Regions from separate parts of the Hordeum vulgare genome. Here region 1 is linked to region 2. A link is a contact called in public Hi-C data. All regions are on one chromosome and are shown on one strand. The core of a region is the stretch at or near the end of the contact, and the rest is flanking DNA. Distances in the headings are between cores, read along the strand shown. Region 1 has its middle 310 kb from the start of LOC123406025. Region 2 holds the start of LOC123406025 (zinc-finger homeodomain protein 7-like).

Region 1 (2,824 bases), core at 82-2,581, 310 kb before region 2:
CAGGCCCCTTCATCTGGAGCGCCGATCGCGGATCCTGCCGCCCCGCGCTGCCGCTTGATCTCCGTTCCCCATCTCGTGCAGCCATCTCATGCATGTTCACCAAACACTCGTCTCTTCTCATCTTTGCATCAAGTCAACGGTCATGTTCATCATGGATCCCTCATGCGATGCAACGTGAAGCTACCGAGTAAATCAAACACACCCTTAATGGGGAACATAAGTGAGATGAGTTTGTGCAAAAATTTCCACATTTTACATTATTATTAACATTTATTAAATTGAAAATGAAAAATGATGCGCAATGACACATTATGCAAGTTGTGTCTTTTTCCTCCGATGTAACGCATGGGCATTTTTACTATGAAAAACGTTTAGAATCAACCGGCTGATTTCTCTGCAAATCAGTCGGGTCTTCCGCACGCCACGCGTCGTGATCCACGCACCACGCGAGACACCCACATGTTGCCTTTCATGTTTCTTTTTTTTACTCCCAACCTTATCTCTTCCCCTCCTAGAGCCAGATTTATTTCTACTTCGTCTTCTACCTCCATCCCCATGCTTCGCCTCTCCTCATCACCCCGGTCCTCGTCGCACCAGCCCGCGGGGCGGCTTTTGCAGCACCCGATGCCAAGCTCACACTCCAGTGACGCGCTTTTGCAACGACGACCGCGACGAGGGCCGACGTGGGCGCTGCAACTCCGATGATGTTGCCTTCAAGCTATTGGGAGCATCGCCTTAGCTGCAATGGTGCAACGACGGGCTGCAATGAAGACTCGTCGGAGTTGTAATGGAGCTTCGTCGGACATGCCTTGTTGCGTTGAAGCTACGCCGGAACTGCAATGAAGCTTTTCGCGGACGCGTCTGTGCTGCGTTGAAGCTTCGCCGGAGTTGTAATGGAGCTTCGTCGGAGCATCGGTGCTGTGTTGGTGCTTCACCGGCTGCAATGGAGTTTCTCGAAGTTGCAATGGAGTTCGTCGGACGCTGTCGGTGCTGTATTGGAGCACCACGCGGCCTCTGGTCCATGTCGGGAATTTAATCTGACGATGAGGGCTCGTTCAATCGGACGTACAAATCAGACGACAGATTTATAACAGCCACCTTGAAAAGGTAATTAAAGATCACAGCACATGCACAGCGAAAAAATGAAATCACACATTGCTGTGCTTGTTCAGCGAAACAAAAAACTTTCTGATCCAGCCCGTACGTGCGTGCGCTGTCTTGTGATCTGATGTTGGGATGGTCCGTCAAAGAAAGCAGCAGGAACGGGTCCAGCCGCGCGCCCATGCTGCCGCCGCTGCCTGCTGTGGACCGAAACCGGCTCCGGACGGACTCCTGCGCGGATGAATGACGCGCAGATTTTGTGTCGCCACGCGGCCGTCCAAGCGCCACGTCCTGGAGCCGCGCACTTTGTTCACGAAAACCGCGTGCGGGGGTTCAATCATCACGGAATTATGGCGCCATAATTGGCGTGTAAATCGCGGGGGCCATGGGGCCAAGCTCAGCTTAGTCGAGGATATGCACTGTTTCAGCTTTTTGTTTATTATGGGAGTCGTAGAGAAAAGGCGTGCTAAATGCTCTGAAAACCCTCTTTGATGATGAATCGTGCCCCTTTGTTTAACACCAATTTAATTTGGTTTGTACGCATGTGATCAATTCAAATGTGATGCTGAGACCATACCGGATGCTGATATTGATGCATGCCTGTCATTGTACTCTATCAACGTGTATATCTTCAAGCTTAATTCGGCAGGAAAGCCGTGTAGAAGCTTTGACCTGTTACTCTCCGTAATGCAAGGGTGTAGAATGAGCAAGCTCACGCTTATACCGTGATCGCCTGTCCGATTACCCTCCATGTATAAACACGTTTTGCATAGACCATACGGCTCCATTTACGTGTATATGTTTTTCGACATTTCCATCTACTTGTATTATATGCATGGGAAAAAGTCATGGTATTTTATATTTTGAGACATAAGAAGTCGTGGTTAATTCATCCAGGCGCACTACCCTCATTTAAAATGGTTTCTTCGAATGGATCTAATTTCTGTGACGCAAACCCCAACAATACTAAAGATAGATGTGGAAGACACCACTAGGAACTCTTCCGCGCAACAGAGCCGGCCATCCTCGCCACGCCGGCTAGAAGACCATCAGCGCCGCCAAAGAGCCGTGCTGCAGCCACTCCAACTAGGCACAACGCCCGTCTTGCAGCTAACACTTCGTCTATTCCGGTGGCGCAGCGTGCCTCCTTTCGCATCGTCAAGGAACTAGGGCTCTTAGGACCGAGAGAGAAGCTGACCGAGGACGTCGCAAAAGCGCTCATCAGGCGTTTCGAGGAGCCACTGTCGGACAGCGACATCGCTGTCATTGCGAAGCTCACACACTTAGACAGCGGTGCGCTGCGCGTCATGGCACGCATGGCGGGACCCGATGGACATGCCGCGGAGGCCGAGGTGTAGTATGTTAGCCTTCCAACAGCTCCAATGGCGGCCGGCTAGTAGCTGGTCTGAGTTAGGTTTTAGTTTCATGTCTAAGGTTAGTGGTAGAGATCATCATCGTCGACGTATTCTGGGGCATATTGGTGGACGTCGGCGCCCCCCTTGTATGGTAGCATGGGCCAGAGGCCATCTAGTTTATTTAGCCATTGGAGTTTGTTACTGTCTCCAAATGAATGACAACCTTCTCCCAGTTATTTCATGGAATGTCCGGGGACTGAACAACCCAGTCAAGAGAGCGGCCATTTGCGAGGTAGCTTTAGCACACCGCGTTGCAATTCTCTGCCTTCAAGAAACTAAGATCACGGAGTGGACACCAACAATTATTA
Region 2 (2,931 bases), core at 314-2,813:
TCAACGGGTTTGAACCTTTCAGATCCCTGTGTGCTTTACAAATCTCTATGTCATACTATAGATGTTGCTACCACGCTCCACTTGGAACTATTCCAAATGACTGCTCCACTATACGAATCTGGTTTGCTACTCAGAGACAACCCGATTGGTGTCAAAGCTTGCATCGATGTAACCCTTTATGACGAACTCTTTTATCACCTCCATAATCGAGAAATAATTCCTTACTCCTCAAGTTACTAAGGATAATCTTGATCGTTGTCTAGTAATCCATTCCTGGATCACTCTTGTACCCCTTGACAGATTCATGGCAAGGCACACATCAGGTGTGGTACACAACATAGCATACTATAAAGCCTACAGCTAAGGCATAGGGGACGATCATCGTTCTTTCTCTTTCTTCTACTGTGGTCAATCTGTGAGTCTTTACTCAAATTCACTCCTTACAATATATTCAAGAACTCCTTCTTTGATTGATCTATTTTGAACTCCTTCAAAGTCTTGTCATGGTATGTATTCATTGAAAGTTTTATCAGGTGTTTTGATATATCTTTATAGATCTTGATGCTTAGTGTTCAAGTAGCTTAATCCAAGTTTTCTTTGAAAAGCACATTTCAAACAACCCTATATGCTTTACAGAAATGCTACATCATTTTGGATCAACAATATGTCAACCACATGTATTTATCAGAAATTCTATAGTGCTCTCACTCACTTTCTTGGAAATACAAGTTTCTCATAAACTTTGTATAAATCAAAAAGGTTTGATCATATCATCAAAGCGTACATTCCAACTCCAAGATCCTTGCTCCAGTGCATAAAAGGATCGCTGGAGCTTGCATACTTGTTAGCATCCTTAGGATCGACAAAAAAAATTAGTTGTATATTATTACACTGTTATGTTACCCATACTAGCTAAAATACTCATACTATTTAAATTATTCATACCAAAAGTTGATGTGTGCTTCAAATATTTCGGATTTTTTGGGTATCCGAATTACCCGAACCAAAAGTTTGGGTAATTTAGGTTCGAGTATTTTTTAACATATAAAAGTTTCGGTTCTCATTTTTAAATACCCAAATTATCCATAAACTGAACTACCTGAACCGAAATAATCAAAAAAACGCATAGGGTGACCGGGCAGCGCAAGAGGAGGCATGGGCGTAGTTGGGGTCAATGGTGGGGGGTTGGCAACAGGGGCAGGCAAATACCACGGCACGGCGCGTGCAGTTATTGCGGTGCTCGATCGGTCGGTCGCCCGCTCACCGCAGGGCGAGCATTGGAGCGTTGCGCCATCAAGGAAGCTAGCTAGGGCACGCCATGCACACGCAGAGACGGCAGCAACGCAGCTGGTAGCAATGGCGATCCATCGCGCTGCAGTCTTTCCCGTGGGAGCGCGGTGGCGAAACATGGGCCCTGTCGGCGCGCAGGGCATGGGCTTCTTCCTCCCCTCCCTCTCCCTGAAAATCACCCGTGGAGTGCACAGTGCAGTGGCGTAGTAGTACCAGCACGACTAGGCTAGGCTAGGCTCCTTGAAGCAAAACCGCACCCCACTCCCACTCCCACTCCCAGCAGGCAGCGGGCGGCCACTTTCTCTCTGCCGTCACCTCGCCAACCCCTTTGCGCGCGCGCCCTCTTTCCCTTCACCCCGCTTCCTGCTCGCCCTGGTTTCTTTCTTTTGACATAGATAAGACGGGCTAGCGAGATAGATAGATAGAGAGATAGATAGATGCAGATAGTAGATAGCTAGCTCTCTCCCAAGGAGACATTCCCCGCTTTATGGATGCCATGTGGTTACTGACCGCCACTATGCTCACCCTAATAACCCATCGCTAACCAGCCTGCCACCATATCATCCTCCGTTAAGCTCAGCTCCCTTGCCCTCTTTCCCCCTTGAGGCCAACACCCCCCTCCCTGCTCCACCACAAACCTAGCTATAAGTTTCCAGCTTACAAGTTAGAACAAGTCACAACACAGCACAGCACAGCACAGCACGCCCCAACAACCCCACCGCCCAAGAAACACACCACGGCAAAGAATCTCCGGTCCTAATCGCACCGGAGCGAGCCGTCCATGGAGTACAAGAGGCCATCGCATGTGGAGGAGGACGAGGAGCTGGACGGGGAGGAGGAGGAAGAGGAGGAGGACGATGAGGAGGAGGACGAGGAGGAAGACGAGGAGCAGGAAGAGGGGGTGATGAGGGAGGACCGTCGGCACCAGCACCAGCACCAGCACCATCATCGTCATCACTACACCACGGCGCCCGCCACGGCCGCGCCCCCGCAGCACCTGCACATGCACGGCCGAGCTCCCCAGGTTCTTGGCTCGCCTGCCGCGGCTGCTTCCTCGCCCTCCTCGTTGATGGAGGCAGCCGCTTTCTCCAGGCCCCTCCTGCCTCCCAACTCCTCCCTCGTCTCCTCGCCGCCGCCGCCGCCGCAGGCGCCGCCCGGCTTCCTCTTGCCCCAGCACCAGCATCCCAACCGGAGAAGGATGGACAGTGAGAGGGAGCGGGAGAGAACGGTGGAGGCAGCACCTGGGGAGGCCCACCGCCAGCACCACCACCAGCAGCAGCCGCAGCACCAGCGCCAGCGCCAGCATGAGCCGGCAAGAAACGGCGTTCTTGGTGGTGGCGCCATGCCTCCCCCGCCGCCTACGCTTGCCATCGTCACCGGCTCCTCCACAAGGGCACCGGGCGAGCACGGTGGCGCCACGGGACCGGAGCCGTTGCCGTGGAGGTACAGGGAGTGCCTGCGGAACCACGCCGCGCGGATGGGCGCGCACGTGCTCGACGGCTGCGGCGAGTTCATGCCGTCCCCGGGCGACGGGGTGGCCGCGCTGGCCTGCGCCGCGTGCGGCTGCCACCGCAGCTTCCACCGCCGCGAGCCGGTGCTGGTGGTCCCCTCGCCCTCGCCGTCCCCGGCCTCCGCCGTGGT

What was found. A called contact is a pair of places that touch in the nucleus more often than the background predicts.
Region 1: a Hi-C map of leaf shows a contact between it and region 2, with 4 times the contacts expected there. The contact joins the enhancer-like site here to the promoter of LOC123406025 in region 2. A contact is called at or near these places in 4 of 6 Hi-C or Micro-C datasets (leaf and seedling).

What each region holds. Positions count from the first base shown.
Region 1 is chr6H:464,772,873-464,775,696 of MorexV3_pseudomolecules_assembly, reverse strand. No RefSeq gene overlaps it. Among protein-coding and RNA genes, the nearest start is that of LOC123406025, 310 kb to the right of the region's middle. Within about 2 kb of position 1,331, at least 3 of the 3 cell types and tissues checked have open chromatin away from gene starts, as enhancers often do. A contact at or near this core is called in leaf and seedling, where this site is marked.
Region 2 is chr6H:464,466,222-464,469,152 of MorexV3_pseudomolecules_assembly, reverse strand. It overlaps LOC123406025 (zinc-finger homeodomain protein 7-like), which reads left to right and starts at 1,563. Exons shown (of 1, transcript XM_045099527.1): 1 at 1,563-2,931. The coding sequence starts at 2,072.